Regions from separate parts of the Sus scrofa genome. Here all the other regions are linked to region 1. A link is a contact called in public Hi-C and HiChIP or PLAC-seq data. All regions are on one chromosome and are shown on one strand. Each heading gives the region's core, a stretch centred on a gene start, on an enhancer-like site or on the middle of the called end of the contact. The rest is flanking DNA. Distances are from core to core; before and after follow the strand shown.

Region 1 (3,197 bases), core at 382-2,881:
TCCATTACAACTGGATACCCTCCTTGAGGATAATGATCTAGTTTTATTCTGTTAAGTGACCCACATCTAGAACAATGCCCACTGCTCATTGGGTGATCAATTTATCTAATGAAAAGAGAACAGTTTTACTTCTATTTGAGTCTTTGAAAGATTCAGTAGTAAGCAGCACATGGTATACTGCCCTAACTAGTGGGATGACCTACCTAGTCCTTTTTCTTTAGATCTGTAAATGATATGGGTGGATTAGGTTAGGCATTATTTAACTAGGGGCCAGTGGGCTCCAGAGGATTTTTGATCCTTCACTCCTTGCAAAGTTAAAAACCAAAGGACCTGATGACTTGGCAGAGATTACACTATTCCATTACTTGTCCTGAAACTGTAATAACAAATCTGTGAAAACCAAAACTACACTGTTTCTGTGGTGCCTATATACGCTCATATACACTCTGGCTTGTCATTGGTGCCTGTCCAGAGCCCCTTTTGCTTTGGTCTCAAAAGTTAAGAACACGGGGACAGATTCTTAATCACATTTTCAAGGTTGATTGCCTAAATACCCGACCTTTAAGCCACTCCTAATCATCAACCCCTTTGGCAATGCGGTGAGTGCTTCACACGTGAACACTGTCTAGAAAGGTGCACAATTAGAAATGGTTCTGGCCTTGGGGTGCTTGGGAAACTAACCACGAAGACAGAAGAATATTTAACATAAAGATTCGACCGTCAGTGTAACTGACCACAGCCGCCTAAAGGGATGCAGACAACTCAGTAGACTAGAAATCCAACGAGGAAATGGACTTGGGCAGTTGTGTCCGGGGTCATGGCAGAGGTCCCTCAGTTTGCTCCCGAAGTTATCCTCTGCCCAGCTGGGGAGGTGCACTGCTCCCCACCAACTCCTTACCAGCCTGTATGGATTCCCAGGAGGCTGAGTGGCTACGGAATCAGGACATTTCCCGTAGTCAGTGGTTCTGAAATGGCCTTTTGGAGTAAATCTTGGGTCGGGACAGAGGCAAAAGTGAAAGTGGTGTTAAGCTGTTGGGGCAGAGTCGTGGCACGGGAAGCGGGAGAAGCCTGGGAGACCAAGTCCCCGCCTGGACCTAGAGAGAAAAGCCCCTCTCGAGGTTCCCTTCGAGGCGGCCGCCTTCGGCAACCTCCGGGGAGTTTCGGCTCTTTCCGGCAGTTCCAGCTCAGGCCCTCTACTACCAGCACGCGCTGTGCCCCCCACCCCACTCCGCCCGGCTCTTTCGGGGCACGGGCCATTCTGCACGAGGGCACGATCTCTTGCCCCACCCGTCCTCACGTCCATCTACTTTGTTCCCTACCTATTCCTCCTATCCCTTCCCTTCCTCGTTCTTCCCAATCCCCGGACATCCGAGCTCCCTCAACTCGGGTGCCCGGCCCGGCGGGCAGTGCGAAGCGCGAGGGACCGGTCCACGAGAGGAGCGGTAACCCGACGGACTGGAGGCGCCTCTCTCCGCGAGCTTCCCCGCGCGCAGCTCCTCGGCTGGCCGGCCGCCTCACGCCTCCCTCGCGCACCGGTTGGCTGCAACGGCCTCGAGCTCGGCGCGCCGAGTTCGCGCCGGCGCGAGCACGCGCCCTGTGCGCTGGCTGGCCGGCGCGCACGCGCCCGAGCGGGCTGCGGGGCGGGGCGAAGAGCTCGAGCCCCGGCGAGGTCGGTGTAGATCCGCTGGCACTTCGGCCCCCAGCCGCCGCTGCGATTCCCAGCCCGCCACCCGGCTGAGGAGGGTAGCGAGGAAAGGGGCGGAGGGGCGGGGCGGCGCCCGGCTCCGAGAGAGCTGGGGGAGGAGCGCGGCGGCGACGGAGGTGGCTCTAGAAGAGCCGGAGGAGGCGGCGGAGGAGCTCCTTTCCTCTTCTCAGACCCCGGAGCGTCCCGGACGCAGAGCCGGAACTGGGGGGACGCGGAGACTGCGGAGGCCCGGGGTAGGTGAGGCTGAGGGTGCTGGGCGGAGGGTTGGTGGGGGATGAAGAGGGGCACAGAGGTGTAAAGAGCGGGCTTGAGGGAGGGCACGGGGGAGGGGGCAGTAGTTGGGGGTTGGGGTACCGAGAGGAGGGGGATGTGAGTCCTTGGGACCTGGAGTGCCCAGATGGTGAAAGGTTTCTGGGGTCAGTGGGGCGGGCGGAAGACACCGGGTCCGAATTGGGGGGTTTCCAGAAGCATAGGCCGGGGAAACAATGGAGTGAGGGGGGGACTCTTGGTGTGAGCTTGTGTGGGGCACTGGATTTTAAGAGACGAGAGATCGAAAGGCATGAAAGAATGGATCGTTTGGTATGAGAAGTACAATGAATTGAGAATTCATCGGGGATGCGTAAGGTCAGCTGTGTGGCTATCGGAGGTTCTTAGGATTTGGAGGCAAAGTAGGATTTAAAAATAAGAGATAGAAGGGCATTCTTGGAATTGAGGAGGGGCGGGAAACGGAACGGAAAATAAAGCAAAGAGGGGCAGAGAAAGAAAATAAATGCGGTTTGGATTTGAATTAAAGCGGAAGGGTAAATCCAGTTAGAGAGTATAGGGTAGGTGGACTGGAGTGGCATTTTTCTCCTAATTCATCCAGGATGACTGGCTTCTTTTAGAAGATGGATCTTTCTCTGGCATGTCCCTCTGCCAAGGAGTACAAGACACTCTTAATAATATGGTTATCCTGTGTAGTCCATTTATTTCATTGATAAAACATGCTTGTAATATTTCTTTCCCCTCTGTATAATTTACCTGTGGTTAATGAAGCAAGAGAGGACAGACCACTAAAAATAGGAATTGTGCTTTGAGTTTAGTTATTGATAATGCAGAGTTTAGGATGTTTGGGAGAGAACCACAAGTTTGTTTTTATTTAGCCTTGATAAAATCTAAGTTACTTGTACTTTGTTAGAATTACAGTTTCTCGATGAGAAATGGTCACGTACCACCTGCCACTGGTTTTATGCTTGTGAGAGCATTTGGGTTCTGCCTCAAGAAATTCTTGATGCCGATTTCAAATTATCAGGCTGCCTTGTACCTTCCAGTTTGAATTAAGGTGATTTGAAAATATTGTGGGGAAGTATTTCTGGGGTTATGATCTGTACATTTCCTTGATATGTGGATTTCCAGACCAGATTTTGAATGGTACTAGATATGACTCCTGATTTTGAAATTGTAGTTACCATTATGTGTTCATAAATAGTCCACATAAAGCTTTTTATTTGTT
Region 2 (3,197 bases), core at 477-2,976, 330 kb after region 1:
TCTAGGTGGAGAATTCAATACAGGTTGACAAACAGTTTCTTGTGCCTTAAGTATGGTGTGGAAATAGCTACTGCTGTACGTGAAAAGGGCCATACCAGTACCAAGGTAAAAAACCAGTTCACAGCCCATGTGAACTGATGACCAGGAACCAGACAGGCCCTGTTCTCAAACACTTTAGCCTCAGAAATGTGGCAGAAATTAGGGTAGAGTAGGGAGAAACACCTCAAGGAAGACTGATGATATATTTTCTCCCACTCCAGTGGAAGATTCAGAGTAAACACTAGATTGCACTAGTAAACACTAGATTGCACTACAGAAAAATGTTTACTGCAGATCTGAATGTGTACTGGGAATCATACCCTGCACATTTGTATTCTTTATGGAAAAGATGGCTAGTCTATCCATCTAGAAAGCAGTTTCTTGAATCCTGCATTTTGATTTGATCAAATGCTTAGTCTAAATTTCTTCCCTTATTTTGCCAGAACCTTTTCTGTCCATGGTCTTGTTTCCTCATTTGCTGTTTTGTGCAGCTGGAAACATCTACAGTTGTATGGCTGTATTTAAGAAAAAGAATACAAAATTATGTAATAAAATCAGTATTTAGAGTAAGAAAATAAAACATTACAGGTTTTAAAAAATTTTTAATTTTTAAAATTGAAAATTTTTTTAATAGTGATCCATTACAGATTTTAAAATGCTGACAAAATACAAATATCACACAACCCCACAAAACCACATTATTATTAACTGCCTGTTAACCACTATAAGCTCTTTTTTCTTTTTTTTTTTTTTTTTTGGCTGCATACGCTTTGCCTCTTCGTATGACCATGCTGTATTATTTATATAGAGATGTTAGATAAATTAGCAAAAAAGTTTTGGAAAAAAAATTTGACAGTGTAGAAACGTTTTTTAAGCAGCTTCACAACTCCTTACTCTCAGTTCTTCTGTAAGTGTTGCTTCTTGGAGACACGTCCCAAGGCGCTCCAGCCCTTTTTCTCCCTTGGCTTAGTTTCCTCAGAGCTGCTGGGGCAGCTCAGCCAGATAGCTGCCCTACTCACCCCACTACTACCGCCTTCCCCAGAGCAAAGTGGATGAGGAGGTGGCAGCCCACTGGCCCCGCCCACGACTCCAGGACCACAATCTGGGCCAAGAGGGTGACCTCCAGGAGTACATTCGTCTGATGCAGGACTGGGGCTGCTAATTCCTCCTCCCCCCGTTCCTGAGAAATTCTCTGAGCCTTCAAAGATGTTCTGAAGTTTAAGCTTCACAAGGTTCACGGTAAATTGAGAATTTACCGTGAAGCATTCCCTATGAGAATGCTTTTCTATGTGTTCTCTGAATCTCTTTCCCCTTTTAGCATTCTACGACAAGCATAAAACCCAAATCCCAGGACTTTGCAGAGCTATTCCATCGCTTGTGGTGGAGGCTGCATTACTTGCCTTATGCCTTGGGTGGGGCCTCCCCTCTTCTCTTTGTCCACTAGAGGCGACTTCGGACTACGACCCTGCCTTACTATGCTGGAAGAAGGCGGAGGTCTTTTGCTACGCGCTGTTTGGCTGCCAGAGTCTTGATCGACAAGGGCGTTAAGCAAATGGCTCTGAAGTAAGCAGCCGTTGTTTATGCACCTACAGCCAACAGAAAGGCAGAAGAGCAACCATGGCCAATCAGGACTGGCCTCAAGCGGAACTCGGGGGCGGGGCTTCCCTCGAGGGGCGGACGCAAGGTAAAGAGTCTGGAGCGGACCCTGGGAGAGTCAGAAGCACATCCGGTGTTAGAGGAGCTGTGTGAGCTCTTGAGAAGCGGGTTAGAAGGTACGTCTGAAGCTAGGACTGCGCAAGCCTGGATTGAGAAATGGAAAGGGGATTAGTTACTTCTTGAGCAAGAGTGGGAGTAGTTTCCGTTTTCAGACGGACCGCACCCTGGAGGAACTGGGCCCTGCTGGGCGGCGGGACTCCGGAAAGCTAGGCTGGGAGGGGAGGAGTTGGGGAACTAGTACCGCGCAGGCGCAACTGTACCGGAGTGGGGGAGGGGCGGGGCGAGTCTGCTGGGTCTTTGGGGGTGTCGAGGCGCTCAGTCGGCTGGGGAGCGCTGGCTAAGGGCCTTTTTTGGCCGGAATTGCTTCCCCCTTAGTCCGCGTCTTTCCTCCTCCTCCGCCAAGTGTAGACTCGGAGGCTCTTTGGCCCAGGCCCAGCTTCGACCCCCTTAATTCAGGGCACGTCCCCTGCGCCTTTCTTCCGGGGAGAATGAAAGCGAAACCTCACGGGTTTGTGGTCATCCCCGCCGCTCCCGACAGATCGCTGGCCTGCTGGGGGTCCTCTGGCTGGGCCGCCTCTGGGTGAGCGGTGGGGGCCGGGACTCAGGAGGGCCTGGTCCGGCAAGCTGCCCTGTCACGGCGGAGTGGATGATGTCACACTCCTCTGTGACATGCTAGGCTCCTTCGTTACTTTGAAGCCAACAGCAGAGGCGGGAGGTGAGGAGAGACCCGGGCTAGGCCTGGCTTGCCAGGCCCGCTGGACGGCCCCGCTCTGGTCTGATTGGTTACCTTTGGACAGGTGAGGTGGCCTTGGCTTTGCTGGTCCTGAGCCCCGTGGGCGGCGTCTTTCCCAAAGTCCGGTCAGGAAAGGCGTTGTTGGGCGGTTTCTTGGACCTACTTGCTGGAGCTGTGGTATTTTCGTGTGTTTGTTAAGTGAGGAATTGCAGCCCCGTGCCAGCCAGGTTACATTGCTTGCCCCATCAACCTTTCATCGACCAAACAACAACAAAAACCTTTCTGAACTTGAGACTCTGTTTTAGCAATAGTTAACTAATGACTGTAACCTGGTGGAAGAGCTGACTGTACTTGAAACAAAGATTTCAGGTTAAAGGTTAATGGCGAATGGGCTTTTCTAGTTACTTTTTTAAAAAGTTTTATCGAATTATAGTTGATTTTAATGTGATAATTTCTACTGTACAACAAAGTGAGTCAGTCATACATATACACATACCCATTTTTTGTCAGATCCTTTTCCCAAGTAGGCTATTACAGAATATTGGATAGTCTAGTTACTTTTTGATACTTATTCAAGTTTATCTTTTGGTCAAATATGTAGTTTTAAGAATTTAGTTCAAGAAAGATCAGAGTTGCCTAACCACATTTCTTACGGCTTCTGCAAACATGCTTAGTTATGTATTAAATTTACTCTCTGGTGTTTTCTTAC
Region 3 (3,197 bases), core at 315-2,814, 300 kb after region 1:
AGATCTAATCATTCCAAAGCAGATGAAATCCAATAAGGCTGCTAAGTCCACAACTTATTCCTCCTTACAGGCAAAGGCAAAGTCGGCCCTTCAGGCCATAGTAACAATTACTGCAGTACTAACACTGCCTCTTAGAGAGTTCTTTGAGGAACTGGAAACCCTTTCCCCAAGTTTCTCTAAGATTTACCTCTGTTAGTAAATGTTCCATCTCCTAGTTCACTTTCTTTCTCCAAAACTTCATTTTTAGCTCCAACAGATTCTCTGGCTCCATCTCAGTGATACCAGCTCAGATCCTCTCTGTCCACAGAGCCACTGACATCAATGTCCAATTCCCACACCAAAGAATCCCAAAGTCAGCTCTAAAAACTCATCCATACAGATCACTTAGGAACCTACAGAAAGACTAAAAAAAGTACAGCCCCAAAAACCAAACCCAGTCGCTAGGGCTTAACATAAAAAGTGGGGAGGCGGGGGAGGCAGGATGGTTCGTGTATTGTTTCAATTGGAAAAATACACTAGTGAAATGGCTTATCCACATGTTCAGGCCTTTTAGGCAAACCCACTGTAACTTTGCAGGATGCCTGCAGGCCGTTCTGAAAATAAGAGGAATGGCAGCACTCTTTATTCCACCCTCTTCAAGAGCTGCCAGCTCCCCTCCATTCCCTACCCACCCCCCTCTCCCCCAAACATCTGGTCCCGGCTGGGAGTAGGACCCACTCCCTGGAAAGTCTCCATGTTAACATCAGAGGTGGTCTCCCCAGTCAGAGAACGCAGACTTAGGCTGAGGAGTGGGCCGGCCCTGCGCTTCTGAATTCCCCCCGCACCAGCCAGAGGCTTAGGAGTGAGAATTCTAAGGACCTGGGGAGACTGTCAGGGAAGTGGGGCGGGGGGGGGGGGGAGCGAGAAGGGCGGCAGAAGGGGGAGGGGCGAGGAAGAAGTCTGGGTCCCGGGGCGGTCCCGGGCTGGGGACCCCTCCTCTTAAGCGTCCAGCGGTTGAGGCGGTCGGTCGGGAGGTCCCTGATGGGGCTGCTCAGAGGTTCCCGGGAAGGCGCTGGGGGCCGAGGTCTGTCCAAGGCCCTGACTGAAGAGGTGGACCGGACCAAGGGACTCGGGCAAAGTCCCACCTGAGGCGCTGGGACCTGGGGGGGGGGGGGCGGTAGGAGGGGGAAGGGACTAGGCTCGGCTCTTACCAGCACCAAGGCGAACCTCTCCTCCAGCTCACAGGGCTCAGGCATCGGCATCTTGCCGGTCGGCGGCAGCAGCGAGACAGAGGGCGGCTCGCCCGGGCTCCCCTCGGTGCTCTCCAGGTTGCCCATCGCTGCGGGGCCCCCTCGGGGGCCTCAGCCCCCCACCTCCAAGCCCGGGGGTCTTGGGCTGGGCCTGTCGGACTCGGCTCCTCCCTCAGGGCCGGCTACCCTAGTCCCGACTCCTCGGCCGGGTCGGGGGCTGAGGGGCTCCTTAGGGTCCGGCAAGACCCGGAGCGGACAGCGGCACCGAAGCGACCGGCTCCAGCTAAAACCCGCCGCCTCGCCGCTCTCAGCGCGCCGCCCCGGCGCTGCCCCTCCCCGCCCCCCGCGCTCTTTCCCTTCCCCCCCTACTTCGCTTCCTCCCACCCACTCCCGGCCGGGACTCCGGCTTCCCCCCGAGCGCCGACTGCAGCCGCGCGCCCCATTCATGCAGGCCCCGCCTCTCGCCCACGGGCCTCCCGGGCAGCCCGCCTCGCCCCGCCCCCTCCTGAGTCCGATTGACGGCCTCAACTGCCAATCACAGTGCCTCCAGCACCGCGGTGGCCTCGCGCCTGGCGCTTGGCGCGCCCTGGCGGCCCTGGTGCGTATCTAATCATCGCAGTTGCTGAGGGCGTGAGGTGTTGGGTTGGTCCCTGGGAAACGGCCCTTTACCATAATAGCTCATAATATATACAAATAAATAAGATACAGGGCACCGAGTGAACAGATAACTGCAAGAGAAGTAGAAACGTCTAGGATACTCAGAAGTGGGAGAGAGACCACACCTGTTAGAGTCACGGTAAGAGGGAGAATTTGAATCGGGCATTTAGGAATGGGGACTACCTTAACTGCCTGAGACAGGTGAAAAGGATTTAGGAGAGGACCTTACCGACGTTCAAACGTTGATCTGCTTGAATGTGAAAATGGTGAGGCAGGAGAAGGATGCTGCTCTGGGCTAGGTCTATTGGGAGGGTCGTCATTTATGATGTGATGGCCTTCTGTTGTTTCTGCCACCCTGCATACCTCTTCCTCAAGCGATAACATCCCGTCTCCTTTTAGGGAACTACGTTCGCCTGTCCTCAGTCCATGTAGAGCTGAACTTCACCTCCATTCCAGGAGGTCCCATGACCCAGGCCTGGCGAATCAAAGCATTTTCTTCCTCTACCTTTGGAGACTGTTTTAGGAATTGACAGTTGACTTAAGCCAGAATATAAAACTCATTTCTAAGGCTTTCACTGGAATAATCAAGAAAGAGACATTCTCTTGGAGTTCCCATCGTGACTCAGTGGAAACAAATCTGGCTAGCATCCATGAGGACGCAGGTTCGATCCTTGGACTTGCCCTGTAGATTAAGGATCTGGTGTTGCCTTGAGCTGTGGTATAGGTTGAAGAGGTGGTTCAGATCTGGCGTTGCTGTGGCTGTTGTTTAGGCCAGCAGCTGTAGCTCTGATTCAATCTCTAGCCTGGGAACCTCGATGTGCCTCAGGTGTGGCCCTAAAAAGACTTAAAAAAAAAAAAGAGGCAATCTCTTCCCATACCATCACCCATAACACTTCAAGCTTGCTTGAGAATGAAGCCAATGCAGAGGAAAGCAAATGCTAAGGAGTTCCCTTGTGATGCAGTGGATTAAGGATCTGGCACTGTCACTGCAGTGACTGGGGTCATTGTTATGGTGCAGGTTCAGTCCCTGGCCCAGGAACTTCCACATGCTGCAAGTGTGGTCAAAAGGAAAACAGAACAACACCATACCAAGAACCTGAATCCAATTATGCCTGAAGTTATCACCTTGACTTTGCATTCATTTATTCAACAAATATTTACTAAAAAGCTCATTATATGTCAAATACTGTTTTACGCATTGACGATACATCTGTGAACAAAAAAGACATACATCTTGCTCTCCTGGAATTTGCATTATGGGTAGAAGAAGAGGTAGACAATAAACTAAGTAAAATGTACAGATGTCAGTGA

What was found. Hi-C and Micro-C count contacts between places; a contact is called where the count stands out from the background. HiChIP or PLAC-seq counts read pairs in DNA pulled down with a chosen protein or histone mark.
Region 2: a contact with region 1 is called in a Hi-C map of liver, with 4 times the contacts expected there. The contact joins the promoter of TMBIM6 here to the promoter of SPATS2 in region 1. A contact is called at or near these places in 1 of 5 promoter capture datasets (fetal liver), 2 of 47 Hi-C or Micro-C datasets (embryonic fibroblasts and liver) and 1 of 2 datasets of contacts at active chromatin or transcription factors (alveolar macrophages).
Region 3: a contact with region 1 is called in an H3K27ac HiChIP or PLAC-seq map of alveolar macrophages. The contact joins the promoter of FMNL3 here to the promoter of SPATS2 in region 1. A contact is called at or near these places in 2 of 47 Hi-C or Micro-C datasets (embryonic fibroblasts and mesenteric adipose tissue) and 1 of 2 datasets of contacts at active chromatin or transcription factors (alveolar macrophages).

What each region holds. Positions count from the first base shown.
Region 1 is chr5:15,345,991-15,349,187 of Sscrofa11.1, forward strand. It overlaps SPATS2 (spermatogenesis-associated serine-rich protein 2), which reads left to right and starts at 1,632. Exons shown (of 13, transcript XM_021091602.1): 1 at 1,632-1,942.
Region 2 is chr5:15,672,302-15,675,498 of Sscrofa11.1, forward strand. TMBIM6 (transmembrane BAX inhibitor motif containing 6) reads left to right here and starts at 1,727. Exons shown (of 10, transcript NM_001005348.1): 1 at 1,727-1,811.
Region 3 is chr5:15,644,485-15,647,681 of Sscrofa11.1, forward strand. It overlaps FMNL3 (formin-like protein 3), which reads right to left and starts at 1,565. Exons shown (of 25, transcript XM_021091615.1): 1 at 1,191-1,565. The coding sequence starts at 1,316.